2 separate regions of the Ovis aries genome follow, and region 1 is linked to region 2. A link is a contact called in public Hi-C data. All regions are on one chromosome and are shown on one strand. Each heading gives the region's core, a stretch centred on a gene start, on an enhancer-like site or on the middle of the called end of the contact. The rest is flanking DNA. Distances are from core to core; before and after follow the strand shown. Region 1 overlaps ABHD2 (abhydrolase domain containing 2, acylglycerol lipase). Region 2 holds the start of HAPLN3 (hyaluronan and proteoglycan link protein 3).

Region 1 (2,700 bases), core at 30-2,529, 200 kb after region 2:
CACACACATCTCTCCACACTCTTTAAATGCATTCATATTTTTTCCTATATTCACTCTTCATGATAATGTCTTTTATATTATAAATGGTTCATGAAAAAATCTAAAATCAGACACAAAAAAATAAAAAACAAACTCCCTGCCCTGATTGATTCAATCTAATACCACAGTCCTTGTAGACAATCCTTACTTACTGCCTCATCTGTATCTCTCGATATCGTTTAAACCTATTTTGTCATTTTCTAATGGATAAGGGGCTATTTCTAAAAATATCTATTACTGGAATTTGAAATCAACAAATCCAAAGGGCAAATGCTGGCTCAGAATTCAGACTCTGCCCAAGCCTTAAAGCTTGGCCAAAATGGAGAATTTAAATGTACCCCAAAATAGGCAGGAAATACTGCCCTGCTGGAACGTTTCCTGAGTTCCAGGGGTGAGGCCTGGGTCCCAGTTATCCTCACCTGCAGTATGGGGGTGATAATAGTTGGAACCTACCCTGTGGTGCCTTGGTGAGGGTCAAATGAGTTCATGAGAATGAACTATTTGGAACAGTGCCAGGCACGTAGAAAGTTGTCAGTAACTACCAATTATCGCCATTATGCATTGTGAAATGAGAAGTGGGCTACATCAGTGGATCACAAAGACCAGTCTAGAGAACTAATCACTTGGAGGATCATGATAAAAATAAATTCATTTTCTCAGGCCCCAGCCCTGGAGATCCTGATTCATGAGTCTGGGGCATGGGGCCAGGAATCTGCTTTTGGACACATTTCACGAGTGACTCCTGAGGTGTTAGACACGTTTAGCAGTCGTAAGCCCAGGGACCTTAGTGGTCTCTCCAGCTCTATTGCAGGCTAGGTTAGTCTCCTCATCCTCCCATTGGGAATCCTCCCTTTAAATTCCCCTCTACACTCTGGTTTGAACCGGGACATGTTCCTTTGTGTTGACTTGGCTAGAAATACCCAACTCCCGATTCTCAGCCATGATGTAACCAGAGTTACCCAAAGCCCCATCCTTGCCAGTAACTGGGATCTTAGAGCAATGAGCAGAGGGCCCCGCCCCAGGATCCCGGGGAGACCAACTCTCGTCTGACTAGCGGTCCAGTTTTTGGCCAGGCTTCTAGTGTCTGTAAAAATCAGAGTCCCTTCCTAAACCAAGCGTTGTCAAGTGACTAGAACACTGACTTCGTGTTCAGAGAGCACTGCGTTTGACAGGAAGGAGAAAGTAGGACAGGCTTGTTTTCCCCGTTTTTTAACGCACAGAATCGTCAATTAACAGCCTTGTTTCATTTTACTGCAACAGCGCCATCTGCTGTTGGCCACGCACACGACTCGCACAATTGAGGATCCCAGGTGTGGGTTTAAGCTAGGAAGCTAACCAACATCTGTGAGGTGCTCTATGCACCTTGCAGACGTGGTCCACACCACTTCTCCTTGAGGCCTTAGAGATCTTCATATTCATAATCATTTTCACATCAGTCATCTGCAAAGAGGAGAGAAACAGGCAACTTTATCCTCTGGAGCAAAGAGATCCAGGCTAAGATCCTACACCCTACGCACAGGAAAACTGGAGGCAGATCAAAGAGACACGGCCGTCCTGTGTGTGCTGGGGCCGCTCAGGCTCAGGTCCCCTCAACGTTTTAATGAGATCTACTCGCCAGGAGACAGTGCCTTACTTTCAACCAGCGTAACCTTTTTTTTCCTGCCGAGGCTTGCGGGCAGTGAGCCTTTTCCACGCTGGAATGATGGCAGCCATGCTTCCTTTACACGGAGGTGAAGCGGGGAGGGCCCATCTGCTGCTGCAGGGGCCACACAGGAGTTCATGCTTCTGGTAAATCCCTCCCCTAGTTGAGTCTCCAGAACCGCTCGTCAGTGATCCGTCCTCTCCCTCTGGCTTCTCATCCCGTAACGCACCTCCCCACTAGCTAGAGCCTGTTCTAGGCTCAGAAGCCAGCCCCCGCTTGCTGTAGTTAGCAGAGTCTAGCTGCTGCTAAACTAGCTCACGCTTGATGAGGTGCTGAACCAGCAAAGGAGGATGACAGATGTCCCCAAACTACATTGTATCCAGCAGACTTAACTCCTTCCCTCAGCACAAACAGCTGGCAACTAGCCCTGGAAATGTGTGTGTTCAGACTCAACCTGACTCTCTGGTTTAATTAATCATTTAACGCTGTTAAGAAGACATGCTGCGTGCCCTGTTGTTCAGTCATGTACGACTCTTTGCAACTCCATGGACTGTAGCCTGCCAGGTTCCTCTATCCATGGGATTTTCCAGGCAAGAATACTGGAGTAGGTTGCCATTTCCTTCTCCAGGGGATATTCCTGACCCCTGGATCGAACCCACATCTCTTATATCTCCTGCATTGCCAGGCAGATTCATTACCACTGAACCACCTGGGAAACCCCTGATTAGAAATTGGGGCATCTTGAAAGAACTTTATTGGTTGAGATAGGTAGATATATGGATGGGTAAAGCACTTCTTGGAGCCATCCGCTTCCCAGGCTGCCATTCTCTATCTTCATGAGATGCATGCCCAGGAGCCTGCCCATCCCCCAGACCTCTTCAGCTGAGGCCAGAATTCAGACCCATTCTTAACACCACCAGTTGGCCAGCTCTCCACTCACTACATGTACCCTTGTCTGCCGAATTTCAACCACTAGCAGAAGCAATGAAACCACCGCCAAAGCTCCCAGGGCGACCTCT
Region 2 (2,700 bases), core at 18-2,517:
AAGATGCGTGGATTCCCTGATTCCTGACGACCCATCCTTTGCTTTTCCCAGCCACCACTTGCCTTAGGACCCCTCCGCACATCAGAATAAGCTGAACCCAGACTTGTTAGGAAGATGAGCTACAGCCGAGTACCCAACTGCACCACCGGACACCACACGTCTCCCTGACACCAGCAGAGGGCAGCCTTGCCCTCCAGGTCTCCATCAGCCCGCGCCCGGAGAGGAATTTGACTTCGGTGCCCCAAGCCCTTTGAAACCTGCGGTTCCCGGAAAGTAGAAGTCCGGAGGTGTTTCCTACCGGCATTCCCAGCCCGCTGGCTCATGCAGGGCTGTGGGAGAGGGGCCAGGCCGCCTCTCGGTCACCTCCTCCTGCGGCAGAGGGCAAAAGGCCCTCCGGAGGTCAGCGCTGGGAGTCAAGGTCCAGATCGGGTCACAGGCTGCTGAAGGCCACCCAGCGAGTTGGTGACAGAACTGGGTCCAAGTGTCCGGCGCTGTTTTGGGGGTTGTTTTTTTTTTTTTTTTTCCTGGCTGCTCAGGAGCCCTAAATTCCTCCCTAAAGGATACCATCTCCCACCCAGGACTTCACTCTCCGCGCGCTCCGACTGTTCCCTAAATTAGAAACCCCACTGAACCCAGGCCTGAAACCCACGAGCATCCACTGCGCTTGCCCTGAGGGCCAGAGCAGGCAGGCAGAAGACCACCCGCCCGCTGCCTCAGGAGGTGTCCCCAGCCCCTCGCAGTGTTCCCGACGCCAGTCCCCGCTCCCGCCCCCAACAGATGAGCATCCAACAGATGCCCCGGGGCAGAGCCCGGTGCCTGGGGCGCTGTGCCGGAGGCTGCGGGATGAGTTGCGAAGAGACCCGGTGGGAGAGAGGAGACCCGGGAAGTGGTCTCAGAGGCCACTGGTTTCCCTCTGAATTGGCCTCACCGGCCAGGGTCCAGGCACAAGGGTCCCACGCAAGTCAGCCCACGCCGCGCGCTGCTCTGAACCCGCGGGCGCCCGGGGCGCCCCCAACCGGCGGCGGCGATCACAACTCGGCCCCGGCCCCACGGGGCCCGGCTCACTCCTCCTGCCGGCTTCCCCAACCCTGCCCGGGAAGCGTGGGGCTGAGAAAGCAAGAAGAGAGGAATTGGTCCACAGGGCGCCCCAGGAGCCCGGCCACCCCTGAGCTACGTACCGTCCCCAGGCGGCTCCTCGACGGCTCGAACGCTCTGGGCTGCGGGGCTGATCCGGTCGGAGGAAGCAGACGGACTCAGGGATCTTGAATGGCCAGAAGGGAAGCGGCTGCGGACGAACCCCCGCGCTCCCGCCGGGCCAGCCCCTTAAAGGAACACACGCCCCTTTCCCTCCCTTGGGCTGGGCCCAAACGGAGGTGGTGCGACAGATTTGGGCGGCCTCCAGACTTGCCTGGAGACCACCCCAAACCGGCTGGAGACCACCCCAACCTGCGGAGCATCTGGCAGGCCGCGCGGTGAAGGGAGTGCCCAGGAGCTGAGGCTGTCATATTCAGGGGCGTGGAAAAGGAGCGTTCGCAGAGGGTCTCAGAACGTGCCGGTTTACCAAAAGCAACGGGACTAAGCAGGGGGTAGCCTCCCCCCACCCCACCTCCACACTGCGATTGGGCTATGGCCGACTCCCACCTTCAGGTGGGGGAGGGGTGGCCGTTCTCACTTGCTTTTCGCCCAGAGAAGGCAAAGGGGCGCTGACATCCCTCCTGCCCTAGTTTGACTGTCAGGAAATCTGCCTTTCGGCTAACTCAGCATCAGGCACGGGGAGGCTGCCCCTAGTAGGTGGGGCTTGAGTGAGTAGTCCTGGGAGCGGGAAGGGGGAACACAGGATGGGCAGATGGTGCTCCCAGCAGCCTGCAGGGGCGATCAGGCTTCTGCCTGATCCTCTAACAGGGGTGACTCGGCTTTAGAATCCTGACCTGTCAGGACAGCTATCAGGCAGCCAGCTCCAAGGATGCCTGTTTGGGCTGGGTGTTTAATTTTCCCTCCATGCCAACAGGAGGCCTGGTCTGGAAGCCCCAGTGGTTCCTCAGCAGCCAAGCCTAAGGAGATCTTTCCGCCTTGACCAAGCGGTCACTGAACCCGGAACCTCTTCCTAAATGCACCTTGACAGTATGTGTGTGTGTGATTTGCCAGGAGCATCTCAGAGCACAAAGAGCTGCTGTAGTAGAGCGTGTGTGCTCAGTCGTGTGCTCCTGTGACCCCATGGACTGTAGCCCGCCAGGCTCCTCTGTCCATGCGATTCTCCAGGAAAGAATACTGGAGTGGGTAGCCATTCCCTTCTCCATGGTGGACTAAATTGCACCCAAAGTGAATGTCAGCCTGATGGGCAAAAGGGCACCAGTGCAGTTTCCTCCCCAAGGGAGAGCTGTCAGAAGCCTGGGTGCAGAACGGAGGGGACTGCGGAATGAGTAGGATGTAAGTTACAATCAGGAAACCCTTGCAAGCTCTGGTGACAATGACCCAGGTTTCCGAGGCCCCTGATGAGCCCGGCTTTGCATCAGTGCTTCTGTACATTCTCTCCATCCAACCCAAGGCCAGGGAGTTGGTCCTCTTATGTCCGCTTTACAGGTGGGAAATGAGGCTCAGAGGGATTTAAGTAAATTGCCCAAGATCACTCAGAGCCAGGATTTGAACCCAGAGTCTCCAACTTGGAGGCTTCCCTGGTAGTTTAGATGGTAAAGAATCTGC

What was found. Hi-C and Micro-C count contacts between places; a contact is called where the count stands out from the background.
Region 1: a Hi-C map of hypothalamus shows a contact between it and region 2, with 4 times the contacts expected there. The contact joins the enhancer-like site here to the promoter of HAPLN3 in region 2. A contact is called at or near these places in 8 of 16 Hi-C or Micro-C datasets (hypothalamus, liver, mesenteric adipose tissue and 4 more).

The regions. Positions count from the first base shown.
Region 1 is chr18:19,998,027-20,000,726 of ARS-UI_Ramb_v3.0, forward strand. The region is part of intron 6 of ABHD2 (abhydrolase domain containing 2, acylglycerol lipase); the gene reads left to right. Among named protein-coding and RNA genes, the nearest start is that of RLBP1, 41 kb to the right of the region's middle. Within about 2 kb of position 1,280, at least 20 of the 54 cell types and tissues checked have an H3K27ac peak or open chromatin away from gene starts, as enhancers often do. A contact at or near this core is called in hypothalamus, liver and tail adipose tissue, where this site is marked.
Region 2 is chr18:19,795,183-19,797,882 of ARS-UI_Ramb_v3.0, forward strand. HAPLN3 (hyaluronan and proteoglycan link protein 3) reads right to left here and starts at 1,268. Exons shown (of 4, transcript XM_060401388.1): 1 at 1-1,268.